3 separate regions of the Gossypium hirsutum genome follow, and regions 2 and 3 are each linked to region 1. The links are chromatin contacts, called in public Hi-C maps. All regions are on one chromosome and are shown on one strand. The core of a region is the stretch at or near the end of the contact, and the rest is flanking DNA. Distances in the headings are between cores, read along the strand shown.

The links. Hi-C and Micro-C count contacts between places; a contact is called where the count stands out from the background.
Region 2: a contact with region 1 is called in a Hi-C map of hypocotyl, with 2.0 times the contacts expected there. The contact joins the promoter of LOC107903905 here to the promoter of LOC107959661 in region 1. A contact is called at or near these places in 3 of 34 Hi-C or Micro-C datasets (hypocotyl, leaf and petal).
Region 3: a contact with region 1 is called in a Hi-C map of leaf, with 2.3 times the contacts expected there. The contact joins the promoter of LOC107903913 here to the promoter of LOC107959661 in region 1. A contact is called at or near these places in 4 of 34 Hi-C or Micro-C datasets (callus and leaf).

The regions. Positions count from the first base shown.
Region 1 is chrD05:36,500,071-36,503,523 of Gossypium_hirsutum_v2.1, forward strand. LOC107959661 (RNA demethylase ALKBH10B) reads left to right here and starts at 1,823. Exons shown (of 8, transcript XM_016895761.2): 1 at 1,823-3,034. The coding sequence starts at 2,389.
Region 2 is chrD05:36,880,978-36,884,430 of Gossypium_hirsutum_v2.1, forward strand. It overlaps LOC107903905 (transmembrane 9 superfamily member 3), which reads right to left and starts at 1,874. Exons shown (of 7, transcript XM_016830107.2): 1 at 1,450-1,874; 2 at 1,202-1,242; 3 at 518-1,103; 4 at 285-422; 5 at 1-152. The coding sequence starts at 1,607.
Region 3 is chrD05:36,233,763-36,237,215 of Gossypium_hirsutum_v2.1, forward strand. LOC107903913 (transcriptional adapter ADA2a) reads right to left here and starts at 1,630. Exons shown (of 14, transcript XM_041092928.1): 1 at 1,483-1,630; 2 at 1,290-1,396; 3 at 1,135-1,193; 4 at 492-679; 5 at 1-11. The coding sequence starts at 1,342. It overlaps LOC107902964 (a long non-coding RNA gene), which reads left to right and starts at 2,314. Exons shown (of 2, transcript XR_001685650.2): 1 at 2,314-2,773; 2 at 3,349-3,453.

The DNA.
Region 1 (3,453 bases), core at 573-3,072:
ATGTAGTAGCCACCTTATGTGCACCAAATTTTAAGATTTATTGAGCATTAAAATGCCCCCGATTAACTTCATGATGTATGCTCGGGCATATTGTGCTATGACCTCCTCCGTTCAATCTTCAAGGTCTTTAGAGAGCTCGTTGAAATTATTCTTCAACCAGTTCATTGATATCTGATCATCTTCGAGCTTGTCCAGGGCCTTCTCCAATAGTGATTGGCAGAAACCCACTTTGCTCGGAACAATCACTGACCCCGTGATGATTGGCCCATCCATTGGCAGATCGAGTTGTAGCATTACATCTTTGAGTGTAATTGTATACTAGCCGCATGGAATGTGAAAATTGTTTGTTTAGACCTTATTAATTAAAAAAAGGGCCTACAACATGAACCATCTACAATTTGAGAAAAATATAAATTTATTCCATTTGACAAATTGTGTAGCTATGTATAGTAGATAAGCTAGGGGTTGGCAGGAGCTTCAAAAATTTAAAATTTAACTTTTTATAATTTTTAAATTTTAAAATAACATAAGATTATATTTCATCTTTCAAAAATAATAAAAATTTGATTTAGTCTATATATATATAAGCACCGTTGGATTATAAATTTAGGGCCAGTTCTTCATTCTTAAAAAAAATACTTCTGACTCCAAAAGCACTTTTGGAAGAAAAGTTGTGTAAAACAATCTGTTTTTGACTGAAATTTTTAGCTTTTCAGAAGTGCTTTTGAAAAGCACTTCTGAAAAGGAGAAGCTAAAAATTTTAGTTTTTCCTCTCCCAAAAGCACTTTTGGTGCTTAATTACTTTTTCACCTCTCCAATAACATAGTACTTTCCTTTTTTTTCTTGGTGCTTAATTACAAATGTGTTAAAATCATTAATTAAAAATAAAAAAAATATTTTTTTAAAATACTAATTACAGATATTTAATGATTATATTTAAATATTTAAAATATAGTTTATATATTCTAATTAAATTTTATAAATAATTAATATTTATTGCTTAAAAATATTTTAAATTTATATTTCATATATTAAAATATTAACAACAAGTTATAATAAATTTTTTATATTCTTACTAAAATATAATAATATTAACTAATTTAAATATTATTTAAATGCATATTTGTTACTTGATAATAACATGTCTAAAATGGACATTTTATTTTTCAAAAATACTTTTTGACAGCAATGCTAAACACTCAAATTTTAAACTAAACTTTTCAAAAACACTTTTTCACAGCACTTTTCAAAAGCACTTTTTAAAAGCATTGCCAACTAGCCCTTAATAAATAAACACTTTCCAAATTATCATTGCATATTGATTGAACGAGCGAATAAGAAACAAAAATTATTTGTATTTATCAAAGGATATTGCAATTTTAATACTGATATCTATATATATAGTATATATCACAATTACTTTGGTAAAATTTTTAGTTTTATTTCTATTTTCTTATTAAAAGCAACCAATTCCTCTACAATAATTAAATGACAAATTATATAAATAAAATTTCATAATTAAGTTTAACTTAAGACTAAAAAATGTTGAAAGTAGTGAACTTACAAAAACAAAAATTTTATAATGACAATATAGTAAATTTATTTTCAGATAATTTTACATTTTATTAATTAAATGCTTAAATCTTATATTCTAATTAAATGGATTAAACAAGGTAACCTTGTATCTTACTCATAATATTATATTCTTGTAATTTTATTACAAAAGATAATGTAATTACGAAATTAATTTAAAATTCGACCAAGGTTTAATGCTAAGAGGTTAACCTCCGCAAAAAGCCCAAACATAGAACTCTTAACCCAAGACAATCGAACTTTTCTCAGACTTGAATTAAAACACCAAAATTCACCTTAGAAATTGAAGAAGAATATTCGTATGTGGTTCGATAATCGATCCCTGGTGAGGGAAGGAAGTTCTGTTGGATTTTAGCCACTATAAAAGCGCATCTTTATGCGTCATCAATAAGCCAAGCCGTGATCTCTTTCACTGTGACAAAGGCCTTTCTTGTTTTTCTTTCCAAAAACCAGATACCCAAACCCTAAATTGCTTGCCTTTTCACAATCTACGCACAACCAAAGCAAAGTTCCCATTTTTCCAGATCTGACTAAACTAAACCAATCCTTTAGATCGGCTTAAACCTTTAAAAAGTAAATAAAGACCCAGTTTTTAATATTTTTTCACTAATTATATCTATTTTGAAGTTGGATTAAGTTGAGTTAAAAAAATTCGTTTGTGATTTTACGTGATCACGTTGGATTCTGCGGGATTTAAGCTAATTAGATCTGTTTTTGGGTATTTTTAATTTATATATGTTGTTTTAGCAGTTTAATTTTTTTTATCGGTTTGGGAGCGTTTTTTCTTTTTCCTCAATGGCAGTGCCATCGGGAAATGCAGTTTTATCAGATAAAATGCAGTTTCCTGCTCCTTCAGCTGCAGTAGCTGGCGCCGGAGGTGGTGATGCTGGAGCCGTTGGCGGTGCAGGAGGAGGAGGTGGAGGAGGTGCAGAGTTCAACCAGCACCATCATCGGAATTGGTTTCCCGATGAGCGTGATGGCTTTATCTATTGGTTGCGGGGTGAATTCGCAGCAGCCAATGCTATGATTGACTCCCTTTGTCATCATTTGCGTGAGGTCGGGGAAGTTGGGGAGTATGAAGCCGTCATAGCTTGCATTCAGCAAAGGAGATGTCACTGGAACCCTGTGCTTCATATGCAGCAGTACTTTTCGATTGCTGAGGTTTCCTATGCTCTTCAACAGGTGGCCTGGAGATGTAGGCAAAGGCATTGTGATCATGGGAAAGTTGGGGGAAAGGATTTTAAAAGGTCTGGATTTGGCTTTAAGGGGCATAGGGTAGAGGTGGCCAAAGAAATACAGAATTCTGTGCTGGATACTAATGGGAATTCTACTGTTACCGCTGTTTCAGAGAGAAATGAGAGAGGGAGTGAGAAATATGAGGAACTTAAGTTAGGTGGTGAGTTAGGGAAGGTGGAAGATAAAGGCTCAGTTGTCACAGAGGGTAATATGGTTACATAGTGTTTCGTGTTTATTGCTTTCATTTCGTGTATTTACATTGTGGTGAACATTTGAATTAGGATAGTCAATAATACATTCTATGATGTAGCTTGCTATGTTTGATTATTTGTTCTGATGGGATGATTGAAGCTTGTTTGCCTGAAAGATTTTAAGTGTTGATATCGGTTGACTTTTACTTGCATTCTTGTGAAGAACGATACCTTCTGTTTCAGTTTGTTATGTTTGGTTATCTGTTCTGATGGGATGATTAAAATTTGTAACTTAAGGCTTTTCGGTGGTGACATTGGTGACTTTCACTTGCATTGCTGTGAATGTTGAATTTGTTAGTGAATGATACCATATTTTTCGCAGCTTTTCATGGTTGATTATTTGTTGAATTGCCTTGTGTAATTTGATAAAACT
Region 2 (3,453 bases), core at 624-3,123, 380 kb after region 1:
TGTTTCCTTCAAGCTGACAATAGAAAGAAGTTGCAGTATATCCTGCAATTCCTGATGTAAGTGCATATATGACCACAAGGGCAGTGAATAGAGCTCCTCGATTGTACGGATAAAAGACACCAACCAATGCAAGCATAAAAATGAAAACGGTTCTGGCAGTCATTCAAAGATTCAAAAGAAATTAGAGAAGACAAACATCTATATGTGACATATAGATCACAATATAATTACTCAAGTTCACAAATCTGAAAGAATCACAAATACCAAATCAATGGGATCCTTACAAAGTAAACAGCTGAGTTCCAGATCCAAGAGCAGCAGCAAACAAAGATTTGTACTTTGGGAACCGGAATACATCTCCGTGAATATATTTCCATCCAGTTTCTTCTTGGTCATCAGCTGCTTCTTCATCTTGACCATACCTTTCATAAGAAATCAAACATTCACAGCAACCAATGACCAAAAAGAAATAACAAAAATATGAGAAAATGTACAAATAGATTTGAATAGATCTCACTTGATGAAATCATTCTTCAAAACCCGCAGGAGAATCGTTGCAAGGAAACCAGTCAAAAGGAGAACTGTGACGCAAGAGTTGATAATCGAAAACCAATGAATCTCCAAATGATGTGGCAAAGAAGAAGACATTGAGTACTTGTCCATCCTTTTCTCAAAAGGAGTTTCAGTTTCCTTCCATTTCGCGGAATACATGAACTCAGCATCAACTTCCTTATCCTCAGTCAAGTCCACAAGCGAGTGAGGATCCATCCTTGCATTAACCTCAATAACACGGTCCTTGTTATAAAGGACATCGAACTGGATATGCTTGAAAAGGAAATATTTGTACTCGCTCGGATCAGTTTTTCCTTCCTTATCAACTTTTCCGATAAAACCCCAGATTGGCAAATCATCATAGTACATTTGGAAATAATAGTCCTTGTCAACAGCCTTTCGGAAAAAGGCAACCTCATCTTTTGAAAGCTTCTTCTTACAAACAACAGAAGAATCTTTTTCCTCTTTAAAATTCAATTTATAAGGAGCACTCACGAGTCGATCTCCATTCAAAACCTCACCTAAAGCTTCTCTCTTCTCCGTTACATGATCTAAATTCCATGGAAAATTATATAACATTTTATTGAAATTGAAGCATAATTGGTTAAGATGTAAAATTTAACACAAAATTAAAAACCAAAAAAAGAACCTGGAGAACAGAAGGGTAGATCGAAGTAGCGATAGGTTTCACTGGAATCAAACAAACCAAATTAAAAACAGCTAATTCAACAATAAACTTAAAGCAAAAAGATTTGAATTAAGTTTAATTTAATTTAAATGTTCCAAACACGATCCTATGAAATGGAAAAAAGAGCGTTGATTTGGGACCCGAAAGATATACAACTTCCAGATCTAAAATCAGATTTATTAAACAGAAACCTGAAATGATAGGATTACCTGGGGTTGTGAAAGGGGCCAACCTTATTGGCGTAAAGAGGTACAGCGTCACCGTCCTTGTAACGGTGATCGGAAGCGTCGGATCTAACATAGGAAAGACAACTGAAGATCAAAAGTGCGACGACTAGAAACGTCGGAAAGTCGCCCATGTTTTTCATTTTCCGGTGAGAAAGGAAAGGAAATCTGAAAATTTGGAGTGTCGAAAAACCAGAATGAAAAGGATTAGTTCTTAGTAGCGGTGAAATTAAAAAATAAAAATAAAAACAATTATTTATTTATATTATTTTAAAGCGAAATAACTTTTTTTCTATTTTTGTGTTAGATGTAAACGACAGTTTCGGCATTTTTTTTAAGGTTTTTAAATTAGTGATATAGAAAGTTTTTGGAGAGATTATATATAGTAATATATATATATATATGACCACAATTGTTATCTTATATGTAATGAAATATAATCTAAAAGTTTAAAATTAAATCATTTGTTACACAAAACTAAATTTACAATTAATATCAACCACACTTTTACTTTATCTGTATTTCTCTCACACCATTACCTCACTTTAGGAAAACAACATCAATGATAATGGTTTGATAGGAATGATAACACATGGCAAAAATTTTAATTTAACTTATAATTTTTTTTCTGTAGCTTATTGGTTTTATTTCAAATTTAGAGTTTTCATTTTTGTTTTCAAGTGCTCATTAATGTTAATCAACCATTAGACCCCTTTCTTCTAATATCAATATTTCTCTTTTTAGGATTGTAAGTTTTGTTTTCCTTCTTTTCTCATAGTCAGGGTCAGTCTAAGATCATTTGGAGCCACGGCCTCTTAGGGTTCAAAGCTAAAAAGAGTCCAAAATATTATTTTCTAATTTTTAAAAGGTCTAAAAAAAACTTTTTAATTTTTAAAGGGCCTCAAAAGTTGCTTTAACTTTTAAGGGTCCAAAATTTTTTTTACTAACTTTTAAGGAACTTAAAAGAGTTTTTTCTTAATTTTTAAAAAACCTAAAACCTCATTTTATTGTTTTACTTATGACCCCAAAAGTATGAATGGGTTTGTATATAGTTCTATAAATTTAAATATTTTATTCATCATAAAATATATTTTTTTTGAAAAACCTTTATACAAAAGAAAGAAAAGTTAGTGAGAAGATCAGAGTAAGTTGGACTTACAATTTGATTTTTAGCAATATGTGTTTTTCTTCTTCTTCTTCTTTTTTATGATTTGTCGGTTATTGTTGGCATGTTCTCCAAATGGCAAAAGAAAATCTGAACAATGTTCTGTTATTAATTTTTAATTCAAAAAATTTTAAAATAAGGCAATTTTTATTAAATTGCCATCTTCTTAAAATTTATCTACCATATATATAGTCAAATTTTTTACTTTTTTATTTTATTTTTCTTAATATTTTTTATCCATTATATGAATATTTATAATATATTAGACTTATAGTAGTAGTGTAATAGATATATAATATATTATTAATTTTAGTTAATCAATAATTGGTTAATCATTTGATTTTGAATCGAATTAATCGATAATTGAAATTTCAAAAATCTTTTTACTAATTTCCTCCGATTGAATTAAATTTAGACTAATTAATTAAATAAACTAATTCGGTTCACTCAATTAATTCAATTTTAAAAGTTTGAACACCTCTAATATCAATGATTGGCTATCACCTCTTCAGATATATTTTGTGAAAATTTTCTTCAATCATCTTATTTGTCAAGTTTGCATCAAAATAAAATTCTAAAAACATAAAAAATGTAAAATAAATTATAAAAAAAAACTAAATTAAAAAGGTGAAGGGAGAAATCATCTATTGTAAAGAATCCTTTATCGGTCTCCTAGACTCTAGTAGCTTCCCTCTGTTCCTACATCCTTCCTTTTATGATAATGAGATTCTAATGTCACATGCAATGTATTCAATTTTACATGTTTAATTTTTAATTAGTTTTTAAATAATATATTTTTTATTCCTATAATTAAAAGATGTTTG
Region 3 (3,453 bases), core at 380-2,879, 270 kb before region 1:
GACAAATTGTCCTGCATGGAAGAACATTAAAATGCATACTCCAACCAATAGCAAAATGGGGAAAAACTATGTTTGGAGTCATTTATTATGAGAATTACTGACGGCACTGGTGTAGATGATGAAAAGAATGACAGCAATTGATGACCCAGTTAGTAAACAAATTCACAGATGGTAATCACCAAGTTATGTCCCACCAAAGTGAGGTTCCAGGAGAGGTGAATAAGATTTTCTAACATAGAACAGAAAGAGAGAGGTTGTGGGATCCAGTTTTAATAAAACGCATGAAACATATGGTTCAGCAAAAAATACCATTGGTATTTAACAGAAAACAAATCTATTCTTAACTCACTTAAGACCTATGTAACCATGTTCCTTAGACTTTTTTCAAAAGCTCTAGTATACTTTACTTTGGCTAACCATCAGCGATCATGCTATAACCTTGAATTGCTAAAATGATAAAGGAAATTGTAACTAGAAAGAAGGTGACTAACCATAACCCTGTATGGATGATTGCACTTGTGAGGAGTAATTTCAGCTCCAACAGAAAAGCATTCGACACAAAGATCAAAATCTGGACAAACTGCACACTTAATCCGAACCATTCCAGAAAGATCCTTGTTACAGTAATTACAATGATACAATGCTGGCCCTTTTGCTTCACTCGGTACTTGCCCAAGACCTTATTGAAAGAAATGGAATCAATGGAGATGAACAATATTAACCAATAAACGCAATATCATCCATAAAGGTCATCACTTTAAGAAAAAAGAAAAGGCAGTAAGACTTCAAAACTTAAAAGAATTGCTAAACCAGTTACATCTTATTAGGGTTCAGTTCGATTTGATACTTCTACTCGATTTCTTTTTATTTCTTTTTCCAAATAAACTTAAGTTTCTAACCAAGTAAAAGTAAAACTACTTGTGATAAAAATAGGAGCTAATAGTTAAAATAAAACCCTAGCTGGAAATGCAATCATTCTATATAAAAGTAAAATCGTGCATTTAATTATCAATCAAAGCAAAATCATACATTTTATTATTAAAATTGTACTATTATCCCTTTTGCAACTAACAAGCTTTAGAAAGATTAAATAATAAAAGTACCAATCAAAGGGAACCCTAAATTTCGTTATACCTGCTGATGGAAGCTCTACATTGTCGACACTACCAGACGCAGTCTTTTTCCTTTTGGATCTACAGAAGAAAGGGCGAATTTTAAACTAAAAACAAGATCTTTGAACGGAACAGCTGAGAAAATAAATGGATTTAAGAACATAAAAAAGGGAAGACCTTTGATTGAGATCCTCTTCAGTTGGACGAGAGACTGTCCTCGATCGACCCATGCCTTCAGTTCACCTAATTCCCCCAAATAGTAGCCACCCTAAACCCTAATTACCCTAAAATAGATAGAGAGACAGTTATTACAAATTAGGGTTTCTAGATTTTAAGAAAACGGGAACTGAACATAACGGTAACTGCTTACTGAAGATGAGCAACACGAGGAAGCAAGTGCGAGGCGAGAAAGTTGGAGAAACTCGGACTTTTTGACCCGAACCCACAACTTGTACTTGTTTATGGTTTGATTACGATCCACAACATAACCCTATTTCATTAGATCTGGATCCGACCCGCTCATTATAGGGTAAGTTTTACCCAAATTCACTAAACTATTAGTAAATTTATATTTTAGTAACTCAACTTCAAAAAGTTATAAAATAATTATTGAATTATTCGAAAGTTTTCATTTAAGTCACTAACCTGTTAAATAATTGTTGTATGGCATTCTCTGTTTGCACTGTCTGCATCAATCAAAAGTTATCATTTCCATTCTCTTCTATAGTTCAGTTTTTTTTTCATGAAACATTTTTAAACATCATCAATTTACGAATCAAAATTTAAACAGTTTTTTTCTTCGATCTTCGACACTGACCATTAGATCCACTTGAAGCTAATATATGTTTTTCTACTTGTCGATGTGTATTGATCCACCGTACGAGTCGTTGAATCTTTACTTGGAGCTTGCTACCCAACTTAAAAAAACTTAATAACCACTAACTTAAATAAAAACTCTCAAATAGTTCAATAACTATTTTGTAATTTTTTAAAATTAAATGACCAAAATATAAATTTACTAATAATTTAATAACCTTTTTAAGTATAGTTATTTTTTTATATCACTCCAAAATCAATAACAATTTTAGAGATAAAATTTGAGAAAATTTTATTAAAATAATATATATTAATATTTTTTTACCAAAAAAATATTTATTTATCAAAATGATATGTTTCCGGAATAGTAAATAAAAATTTCGATTTTACCAAGACGCAAATCGGAAGGGTTGGTGCCGATTTAGGCGTTAGAATCAATATAAGACCTTATTAATCACGCTGTAGGGAATAGTGCGGATTTGGGGCTCCCCAAAGCCTGCTTACCTGCGATGGAAAAGACAGGTCCCTGCAGCATGATACCGGCAGCAATCCCCAACTACTCGGCCACTTATCCCCAATAACCCCCAACGCCCCAACATTAAACCTAATAAACACCCCAATTAACATAATTAAAACCACCCTCCCGGAAACCACTATAAACCCCCCACCCTAAACCCATTTAACTTCACGTCCAAAAAAAATACAACCATTCACTCCAAAAAACCCATCTCCCCACACTTCCGAAAATTACCCAAAAATTGTAAAAAAATTCTGAAAATTTTCCCGAACTCCCCAAAAAATGAATTTATTTACGGAATACATTGATGGAAATTTTTTAAATTTAGGTAAGCTCCATCAACTTAATTTAAAATAATTAGGTGGTTATATTATTGATTTGTTTTGCAGGTTTAAGGTTATAATCAACAAGAATCGTAAGTACATAAGAATTTTAAATATGTTTTATTAATAATGTAAATTGATTGAATGAGTGTGTAAAAATTAAAATTGTTTGTTAGTTCAATAATTTAAAGGTTTTTTAGAAAATAAGCAATTTTGTAAAATATGTTGAATATATTTTTAATTATTATAATGAATTAGATATTAATAATATTTTTATTAGTGACAATTAATTGTTTACTTACTTGTAATTTGTTTGTTTGATTAATTGAAAATTATCTATTTTGTAAGTAATATATTTGTAATTATTATAATGAAATAGACATTAGTAATATTTTTATAAGTAAAATTATATTTGTTTGACACTGTGGAAGTATTTTATATTTGTTAGGTTTAGGAAAATGATATTGTTATAACTTCTGCATGTATCAGATGAAATATTGGAAATGGTAAATATTACGAACTTCTCTTTAAAAAACTTTATAATGTGTACACTAACATGTGTGATATAAATTGCGTGTAGGAAGTGAATTGATCACAACACAACATGTTGCATCACAATCATTTCAATGGTATTGACTTGAGGATTCAAGCATATTTAGATGGAGTCAATTTCAGGTACGCAATG